Linked DNA regions of Zea mays: regions 2 and 3 are each linked to region 1. Evidence: chromatin contacts called from public Hi-C data. All regions are on one chromosome and are shown on one strand. The core of a region is the stretch at or near the end of the contact, and the rest is flanking DNA. Distances in the headings are between cores, read along the strand shown. Region 1 overlaps LOC100281827 (Mitochondrial import receptor subunit TOM20-4). Region 2 holds the start of LOC100191828 (CBS domain containing protein). Region 3 holds the start of LOC100382514.

The links. A called contact is a pair of places that touch in the nucleus more often than the background predicts.
Region 2: a contact with region 1 is called in a Hi-C map of endosperm, with 3 times the contacts expected there. The contact joins the promoter of LOC100191828 here to the enhancer-like site in region 1. A contact is called at or near these places in 4 of 25 Hi-C or Micro-C datasets (endosperm, leaf, leaf mesophyll and 1 more).
Region 3: a Hi-C map of ear shows a contact between it and region 1, with 2.9 times the contacts expected there. The contact joins the promoter of LOC100382514 here to the enhancer-like site in region 1. A contact is called at or near these places in 2 of 25 Hi-C or Micro-C datasets (ear and endosperm).

The regions. Positions count from the first base shown.
Region 1 is chr3:162,058,053-162,061,361 of Zm-B73-REFERENCE-NAM-5.0, forward strand. LOC100281827 (Mitochondrial import receptor subunit TOM20-4) reads right to left here. Exons shown (of 6, transcript NM_001368107.1): 6 at 2,634-2,989. The coding sequence ends at 2,858. Among protein-coding and RNA genes, the nearest start is that of LOC100281827, 6.4 kb to the right of the region's middle. Within about 2 kb of position 1,754, at least 19 of the 20 cell types and tissues checked have an H3K27ac peak or open chromatin away from gene starts, as enhancers often do. A contact at or near this core is called in ear, endosperm, leaf and 2 more, where this site is marked.
Region 2 is chr3:162,744,002-162,747,310 of Zm-B73-REFERENCE-NAM-5.0, forward strand. It overlaps LOC100191828 (CBS domain containing protein), which reads left to right and starts at 1,580. Exons shown (of 2, transcript NM_001137252.1): 1 at 1,580-2,250. The coding sequence starts at 1,928.
Region 3 is chr3:162,685,357-162,688,665 of Zm-B73-REFERENCE-NAM-5.0, forward strand. It overlaps LOC100382514, which reads right to left and starts at 1,820. Exons shown (of 3, transcript NM_001321444.1): 1 at 1,345-1,820; 2 at 539-619. The coding sequence starts at 1,555.

The sequences.
Region 1 (3,309 bases), core at 504-3,003:
GCGTGGAGTCGTGGAGAACTCTGTACGTACTCTCTCTCTCTACTAGCGTTGGACGATGTTGCATGCAAAAGGTAGGCAGCCTTTTACGTCCAGCTCAAGCCTCAAGGAACCAACCTTGGCCCCTCGGGGTCGGGGCTCGGCTGGCTGGGAGTTGGGACTCCCCCTCTTGGCCTCTTGCATGCATGCATTATAGTCACGCAAGAGTTTATCTATCCCGTGCCGTTAACAAACAGTTCAGTCCATCCTGATTTTTTTAGTTTTTTAAAATGGCCTCGTATGAAAAAACCACAAACATAAAAGTTAAAGATCTCTAAGAGTTAAGAAACTTTATAGTTACCAACTTTTTTTTATGTGAAATCATTTTGACTCTAAAAAATTGCATCTAAATTTGTCAAATTTTAAAATACAAATTTTTTCTATTGTCCTCTAGCACTGGCATTTAAAAAACGCTAGTGCAGATGAGTTTACACAACACCGTCGTGTATATAGCTTCTCTGTATGTCTTTATATATATATATATATATATATATATATATATATATATATATATATATATATATATACACATATATATATATATATATATATATATATATATATATATATATATATATATATATATATATATATCTTTTTTTGGTTTTTCCTGGGAACGAACGTGCACCTCATTAAGTAGGGGATATTATTGTTGCTGCGGAACGTAGTACGTGTTTGTTGACCAAAAGCCGCAATCAATATGGTTTGCTGATGATAAGGAACGCCATGCATGGTCCTTCCTTGCTTGATCGTCACTCACTCACGTAGTCGATCACGTGAGGTGAGTTGAGGGGCCAGCAGCAGACAGCCAACAGGGGGAGCGGGAGGAGATGGACGACTGATCGATCGGTCACTGCTATTCATCACTACCACGTGTACGGTACCACTCTGGATCGGACGCTGCTTGCAACGCACTCATATACTATATGCCATGCATGCATGCATGGATCGGCCACACGGGGAGTGGTGATATGCATGCATGAGCGAGGACGAGGAGGGGCATGTGCTAATCCGATTGGATCCGATGCAACAACCCATGGCGCGCCCATGCATGCGTGCACGGTGATGGTCCGTCCGGTCGGCCGGGCGCCCCGGCACTGTTGCTGCTGCCAGCAACCTGCTCCTACGATCGGGTCAACGTGCCGCGCCCGCGTGCAAAGCTAGCATAGCATAGCATAGCAGGCGTGAGGAGGAAGGAAGCATCGCTTTGGCTTGATTTGGCTTTCTTCTATTCATGCATCATCCGTGTCCGTACTCCGTAGCCGTGCCCACCCCTACGCGCGACCACGCTCTTACTGTACGCCCCGAGCCGCGACACGGCTCCAGCCTTGAAGTCGCGCTTGTCCGTGCATCAGCCATGGACAGGAGAGGGCGTGCCGGGTCAGAGCGAGCTAGGACATCGAGGCCCAGTAGTATATAGATGTGCACACGACACGGGTTGCCTGGTTGAAACACAGGCAGAGCACGCGGCGTCTGGTCATCGATCTTGACATGGTCTACTCGACCAGTCCGAGACCCACATCGTCGTCTCTACGTGGAAACGAGAGGACGCGACACTATGAACTAGGAAGCAGGGTATTTGCACCGCCGGAGCCGGGGGAGGGGGTGTTTTGTGTTTAACAGACGAAAGGGTGTGGTATTTTGGTGGGCTCCTAGCGGTCTAGGCCACCACCGAGCCAACTATTGTTTGTTGATTGGGCCGCCCGAGCACGAGCAGCAGCCCTGCTAGCTATGTAATGGGTCGTGCTGCTGATTCTAGCCCACACAACATTTGCCCGTACCGTGTATATGCCAGACAGAAAATCGTGCTTCGTACCGAGGAAGGTGTCGTTCGTGACCCGGGTTGCATTGCACCTGCACGCGTCGGCGTCCGTCCATCATGAGCGAACATGAGTTAGGTCCTAGGAGACCGACTGGCCCTGCAGTTACTGCACCAACCAACGCATCATCAGCCCGCGCTCGAGCGCGTCGCGTGACACGCCACCATGGGCCAAGGCCACCTTTTCGTGATCTTCCAGGAATGCCCACCTGCGGCCGGCCCGGACGGGGTTTTAGGTGTACGACGTTGGTAGGGTACGCGACGGGTACGGGGAGATGATGGCCCTGCTTTCAGCTTCACGAGAAGCGGAGAAGCTATGTACCGTAGTCCGTAGACTCCCAAATGCTCAGTTTTTTAGATTGTTTCTATAAAAGTCACTTTTGTCAAAACCATCTAACATCAACGTAAACACTGAATCGGTCTAGTCGTTACAATACTAGAAAACCGTCACCTACATCATAAACCTTATAAACACTTTTATTTTCCTCCGGACCTAGAAAATACTCAAATTCTTTTCACAAACAGATTATCAGAAAAGATACTTAGAACAAAGTTGAACCAAACGGGCTCGATGACGACGGGAGGATAAAGATCCTTAGAATAAAGTTGAACCTAATTCTACAGCTAATTACACAAAGCAAAATTTGAGAACACCAGAGTTCTACATGCTGTCGTAAAAAAAAACAAAGCATACATTTATTTGCGGTGTTGAACAGCATGTCCACTTTATGTATGGCACCATTTGAGAACATTCAGTATTCATAGAGAACGCAAAAAGTCGCAACACTGTATGTTTTTTGCCTCAAAACGGTATCAAGGTAAGCAAAGTACAAAACTATCCAGCAGCACATGAGGCTCGAAAAGAACAAGCATGAAAATTTGAGCAAACCGTATGGAAACACCTCTCTCCTCTCCATACAACACTAGCACCTAGAAGGTTCTGGGACACCTTAATATAGGCATGCCATCATTTGCAAAGCGTTCTTGGCACTCGATCAGTTCTCACCTGGCTGGTGGCGTCGGGGGAGGCATGCTTGCTCTTGCCAATCCAACCCAAGCAACAATGCCGGCGCCAAGGATCACCCATCCACAAACATCGTACCAGAAGTCATTGTCCTTCTTCTTCCTTGATTGCTGCAAATAATGGTGTCAGCTTAAATTGGGCACCAGGCAAGGCACACATCAAACCACATACCATATGAAATCACTATTATAAACTATCATCAACATAGCCTTTTAGTACCAAACAAGTTGGGTAGGCTAGAGTTGAAACCCAACAAGAAGTCACAAAAAGAGAAAAGAGAGAGAAAGGGGAGGGGAAAAACCTTTTGAGAGAACTAAAATAGAAAAGGCCTAATCACGATTCGGGCTCGTGGATGGCTTTTTTCCAATCACTTCTATCCAAACACATCTCCTTTGGGATATTACATTTCTTCAAGTTAGTGGCGGACTCA
Region 2 (3,309 bases), core at 330-2,829, 690 kb after region 1:
GCGCGCGCTCATTCTTTTTATTATTGTTTTGGGACCAGAATGGCAAACCAAAGCAAAGCCGAGCGAGGCGTCCTCCCGTGCGCTGCGTTGTTCTGACATGTGTGACTGTGATCGGCCAAGGATAAGGTTTTGGAGGGATTTGCGATCGTACGGGAAGGCGACTGGATGATTTTGGGGGGGACTGTTTGGTTCCCTATGAGAATAAACTTTGCAGACCCTCACTAGCTACGTTTTTTGTTCTTGTTTTATGAGATGGCCGTGCGGAGAAGACGACGAGAATGTATGGAAAGCGTGTTCCTTTCTTGGCTGGCGCCTGGCAGGTCGTTGTGCAAACTAGGCGTCGTTTTCCCCAGATCAATTGGATCCTCTTGTTGGGGGAAGTTGTATTCGCTAACACGTAGGATATACATGACTATGCGTAGGGTCTAATCGGCTTTCACACATTGCGGTTGCGGGGCAACAAACTGGAGGCGATGAGTCATTTGCCGGTGACTAGCTCGCGCACCTCTCATCTGACGGAGACGGAGACAGAGACTGCACGTTCCTGTTCGGTAAAGGACACACGGACACGGAGGAGAGAGGCGGGCGCAAGCGCAAGTAGTAACACGGATTCCGTTCCGCCGTACACAATTTTGTCCTACCTTTGCCAGATCCGATCCGCCTGTCGTACAACTATAAATCCTCCGCTGTCATCTCGGCCGATCTCAAGCCCTTCACTTTGAATTTTAGGTCTGTTTTAGCTTCTTTTATCCAAATTCATCTCCATAAATTTAAGCTTCAAAAAAACCTGAAACAAAAAACCAGTTTATGAAAATTTCTAAGATATTTTAAAAACACTGTTTTCATACCTCATCATTAAGTTGCGCAAAAATTACCTACCTACAATATCATTGCTTACATGGCCTTAAAAATGCGGTGGTTTCCGCTATCTCAACCATTATTAAATGACATTTTAGAAAAAAAATAAAGGAGTTATATAAGCAAACCAACACGGCAGCAGTGACAACTGACAAACAGAAACAGCAGCGTTTCGGATCAACGTAATGACGAAACTGAAATGCTGTAATGATTGGAGTTTAGCGAGAAACGTACAACAACCTCGCGAAGCTGGAACAGCGAAAGCTCCCGGTGTGTTCGCTGTATGTAAGAACTTTAGCCAATCATCATCATCGTCATATTCGCTAAGCTAGGTCGTCTATTAGACAAAACTCCAAGCATATTCTAGCTAAATTTTGCTAGCTAATTATTTATAGGTTAATTATTAGCCACTGACAAGAGGCTCCAAACAGGGCCTTAATCGCTCTTCATTAGAGCAAGAGACTCCTTTCAATAGGTTCTTTAATTAGACATGTTAATATAAAGTATCTTCTATTTCGTTCTTTATTGTCGAAGTTGGAAAACTATGATAATTTTATTGCGCATAAGATATTGAAAAACTGTTAAAAGATTTTAAAAAATTAAACGATGATTTATAAATAAAGGGCGTTTAAGACTTTTAGCTGCCCATCCGCTCTCTCTCTCTCTCTGCCAGCTCCAGCTTCTTCCACCGCGGGGCCACACCCACACCACACCACGACCTCCGCGACGCTCGCGGCCGTGTTTCTCTCGCCTCGCTCCCTCGGATCGCCCGTTCGCCCCCGCCCATCGCTCGCTCATCAGAAGGAGGGCCTAGCCTTCCGCAGCAGCGCTCGTCAGACTCCGCCGCCCGCAATTCCCCCCTTGCCCCGGCTTTTAATGGGCTTTCCCTCCCACCGAAATGGCCGGCGATCCCTGCACCCGCGCCGCCGGTGACCGCCCCACCTCCTCCGTCGCCTTCTTCTCCGCCGGGGGCGGGCTCGGCCTCGGCCCCTCCAGCCTGCTGCTCCACCTGCTCCTCCTCCACTCCCTCTTATAGCCTCCAGCCTCCCCTCGCCTCCCGCCACCCCCTATGGCCGCCGTTTTCTTCCACCACGTCGTCGGCGACCTCACCGTCGGCAAGCCCGAGGTCGCCGAGCTGCACGACACCGACACGCTCGACGACGCCGCGCGCGCCATCGCCGCCAGCCCCGAGGGCGCCGTGCCCGTCTGGCGCCCCAGGGCCGCGCCGGACGACCCGCCCTCGGGGGCCAGGTTCATCGGCATGATCTCCGCGCTCGACATCGCTGCCTTCGTCGCCTCCGCGGGGGTCGGGGATCGCTCCATGCGCGCCGTCGTCGGCGAGGTCGTGCAGCCCAATCCTGCGCTGCTCAGGGAGATCGATCCGGGTACCAGGTGAGACTGTCTCTGCTTGATCCCGTCCTACCTGCCGTCCTGTAGCGTTACCGACTCGCTTGGTTTCTAGTGCCTGTTTTCACTGATGACTCACCCATCCATCCATTACCAAAGATGGGATCGAATCGTACCAGCGTCAAGCGCTGAAAGGATCTGATCTTTCTTAACATGTGTGCCATTCCATTTCTCGTCATTGATCCGCGAACGGACTCGAGGAGAATTGTGTTCAGGTTGTGCAAGCGAACAGGTTCACGTTGTATGTGAAGGCGATATACTCTTCCAGTTCATTTATTACCGTGTCTGTGTCTCCTACTTTGCTGGAGGCTGGATTAACCCCTGCTTTTTTTACTCCGGCTGGGTCAGCTTTTTTTTAATGTGGTCTGGTGGTTGATCTTTGTCTTATCTGAATCATACTATTAGTTTGACCTCTGGAGGAAGATGCGGGCAAAAGGTTGTTCCTACACCCTCTGATTTTTTTAGAGATGAAATTGGTTATGGTTAAACTACTCCGGTGATTGGGTTGTCAGGTTGCTCTTGTACAATCAAATGCTAATTGTCTACCAAACCTGTCCACCTTGTTCTTGTTGTCATGGATAGGATGGGAATGAAATTTCCCACATAATATCTGCTACAGTATTCATCATGCACTCTGTGTCGCATAACTGATCAAGTTTGATTTTGTAGTAGCATTCAAGAATGCTGATTCAGCACCTTTTGGACAGAGTTGAATAGCCCTCCCATTTTGCTTTAGATTTGATCTTATGAGTTTATGGTTGATATTTATGAATTGATATGGATGTAGAGGTTCCTTAGCCATTCTTCAAAGTTATTTTGTATGTAGATTTGATAGATTGTCACAGTAATAAAGAACAACCTGAAATAGAAAAGGTTTAAATCATCATCAGATTCTGTTACTAGCACTATTTATACGAAGAGTTGGATGGAACTTTTATATGCAGTAGATGTAGCAAACTAGAATTTCCTTTGGTGTATCCCTGGCTACACATAACTGAAGCTTTCTTTGAAAGGCAAGTGGCTACCTTAATACGGCTAGGAATG
Region 3 (3,309 bases), core at 570-3,069, 630 kb after region 1:
TTTGTTAGAGATAGTCTTAGGGCGTCCCCAATGGTTAGCTATTTCACTAACTAGATTCACTCTCTTTCCGACGTGGATAGAAAATGTGGAGAAAGCGAAGATAGCTAGTGACGAGCAAATAGATAGGAGATTTCACGTATTCCAAGAAACCGAGTGTATTACGTGTAGGACCATGTACTAGTGGTGAGATAAATTACTATTTTTATTCTTCTCTCAGCTCCACATCAACTAACTATCTGAGATAGTCATTGCGGACGCCCTTAGATTCTAGAGACAGATAAAGCTGTGTCATCAAGGAACCTAGCACAGCACATGCATCTTGTGCGTAACAAGTGGAACAATCCACGCTGCACATGTTTCTGGTATAATAATAGGAGAACCTAAAAAAAAGGAAATGGCACGATCAACTTGAGCACTAACTGGTGCCAAAGTAATCTCAGTTTTGCAGGGCCAGGGTATAAGAAGCTATCTCTAAAACTAGAATAGAACTTCTTTAAACATTTATAGTAAATAAACATGTGTTTAAAGGTTTGATTACCTCCATTCACGCTGTAGAAGTCATCCTCGCAGTCGGAATCTAACCAGGCTCGAGATTCGAAGAACACTTCATCCTTGCTACCTGCAAATTAAGTTCCATATAAAGTTCTTCTTCATGAAAACAGTAATCTTTGCATACGTGTTTGACGAATTTCAGCTAAGAGATTAATCAAATAAGTAAGAAAAAACAGAAACACGGAGCGATTATTTATTCCTTGCTAGGTTGATGATTCAAGAGGTAGCAATTGATTTTTGGACAAATGAACATTAAGTAGGCTTTTGATTTTTTGGCAACAAAGATCATGTGTTAGTTCAATTTAGGATCCATTCAGCAAATTTACAGGGGAAAAACTGCATCCTAAGGAACTTAACCAAACATCGAGGTAGAAGGACTGCAGTCAATAGAGCAATCCACTTTGTGTAGAACAGAATCCTCGTTTATATTAAGTGTTCCATTTTCAAGGACAAAACTTAGGAACAACTAAAAACTCCTTTTCCATTACAAGAGCCCAAAATCAGTCAGCTCCCGTAAATCGTTTTCCGTTCAAGATCACCCACCCCTAGAAAGCTAACTGATCTCCAGAAGCGATTAATGCGATGATAACACCACACTTCGCTGTCAAATCCTGAAATCAAAAGCCCAAAAGATGAATAAATAAACCCAAAAGTTTCCTTTTCACATAAAGAGCTGACTGCCCATCTGCTCTTTACCTCCAAAGAACTTCAAAAAACTACAGTAACTGATTATAGGAAGATAAAGATCGGAACATCTCTTCAGAAAAAGACCAAAGAAACAAACACGCATACCAGAATCCGGGTTCTTGGGGTTAAACTCTGCCCGCAGCTGCTCAGCCTCAGCGTCGACCTTGGACTTGAGATCACCGAAGCCATCACCAACCGGAGCAACACCGCCGCCCCCGCCACCCTTCCCGTTGGCGGCCTTCGCCTTGGTGGGAGAGTCAAGAAACTGCTTCTTGGGGTGCCCCGGGTCCTTGTGTACCGAAGCGCAAGCGCCCATCTCCACTTTTTCTCGCCTTTCAAGACGCGGAAACAAGCATGTCCGTGCGAGCGCGCACACGGGGCAGGCTACTCCTAGCAAGAGATCCTACGGAGAAAGAATCAAGAAAGGGAGCACGAGGATCAAGGTTCAACGTGGGGGAGCAAAAAGTGAAAACACGGATGCCCCTGGGGGAAGAAGACGGAGGGGGAGAAGGGGGGAGAGGGAAGGAGTAGCCGTCTTTACTGGGAACAGTACGGCGACGCTGGGGCGGCCATACTCTCCCTTTTTAGAAACGGGCGTGGAATAAAAAAATCTTGGGGGCTATTAATTCTGAAACAGCCGAGCACAAAAACTATTGGCGACTCATAATATTTCTCTGTTTTCTTGCACTGCGCAATAGGAGTACACCAAGGAAATCAGATAATGAACTTTTCAAGGATCAGAGTATTGAAAAATATTATGAGTCCAATCCTCTGATAATATCACTTTTGGATTATCAGAGTATTAAATCAGATACTGCGCAATAGGAGTACACCAAGGAAATCAGATAATTACATGGACCATTGAACGGAGTATTTTTAAAGTCCAAGACACTTTTGGACTGTTTGGGAGTAGGACCCTCCAATCCTCTGATATTTTTCTCCCAAACAAACATTAAAGTTTAGTCTTTCTCACGTCCAATGTTTGAATGTCAATTGTAAATATTAAATATAATTTAATTATAAAACTAATTATATAGATGAGAAATAAATGATAATACAAATCTATAAATTCTAATTAATCTATGCGATGCTACAATAAACACTTTCTAATCATCGGTTAGATATACTTAATAAATTTGTCTTGCCATTTAGTCTTAAAATATGTAATTAGTTTTGTAATTATACTATATCTAATACTTAAAATTGATATTGAAACATTCGATATGACATGAACTAAACTCTAGTCAGTAGAACCAAACATCCCCTAGACATGGCTTGTATACAAGGCTTGTATGATATGATCATATAAACTCTGCGAGATATTGACAGAGCCAGAAAACTAAACTGGTACAACGATATAATCTCACTAAATCACTCAAAATAGACATAAACAATAGTTTAAGTAGTATTATATTAAATAATTGATGAATGATAAAAAAAACCTAAATACATAATGGGATTATACTATATACATTTTTATTTTTAGGAGGGGCTTTGGTAGCGCTTTATGGGCTCAGGAGCAATAAGAGGGCTCAAGCTCCACACATCCCACCGCTATCCCACCGTAGAACTGCTCATGGAGATGTTATATTATAATCTATCAATGCTAAAAGAATTTGTTATGGAAATGGGCCTAAGATTCAAGTTGACGTAGTGATTCTTGTGTGGTATTGTACACTAATCTACTATGCTGAGTTTAATGCCGATCCACAATGCCTCTGACATGGCGAAGCGGGTGAGCAATATCGACTGATCCGACCTCAATGCTGGTCGGTTCGATCAATCAGTTGGTGGAGCGGCTAACTAGTCAGCCTAGTCAATATTGATCATTTTGGAACCATATCGGTCAGTATGACCCGCACTTTGTAGATCCATTCGCTATTGATCCGGACCGTCTGTTGTAATGTGACAGTTTCTGATTGTTTCGCGACATTTTGAATTTCAAAAAATAGAAAAATAAAAAAACGAAAAAACCCTAGAATTCATACTATAAACAGAGGAATGTCTGAGTTTGTTCACATCCCTCACTCTCCAAAATGCTCTTACCACTTCATATTGCACTCATTTCAC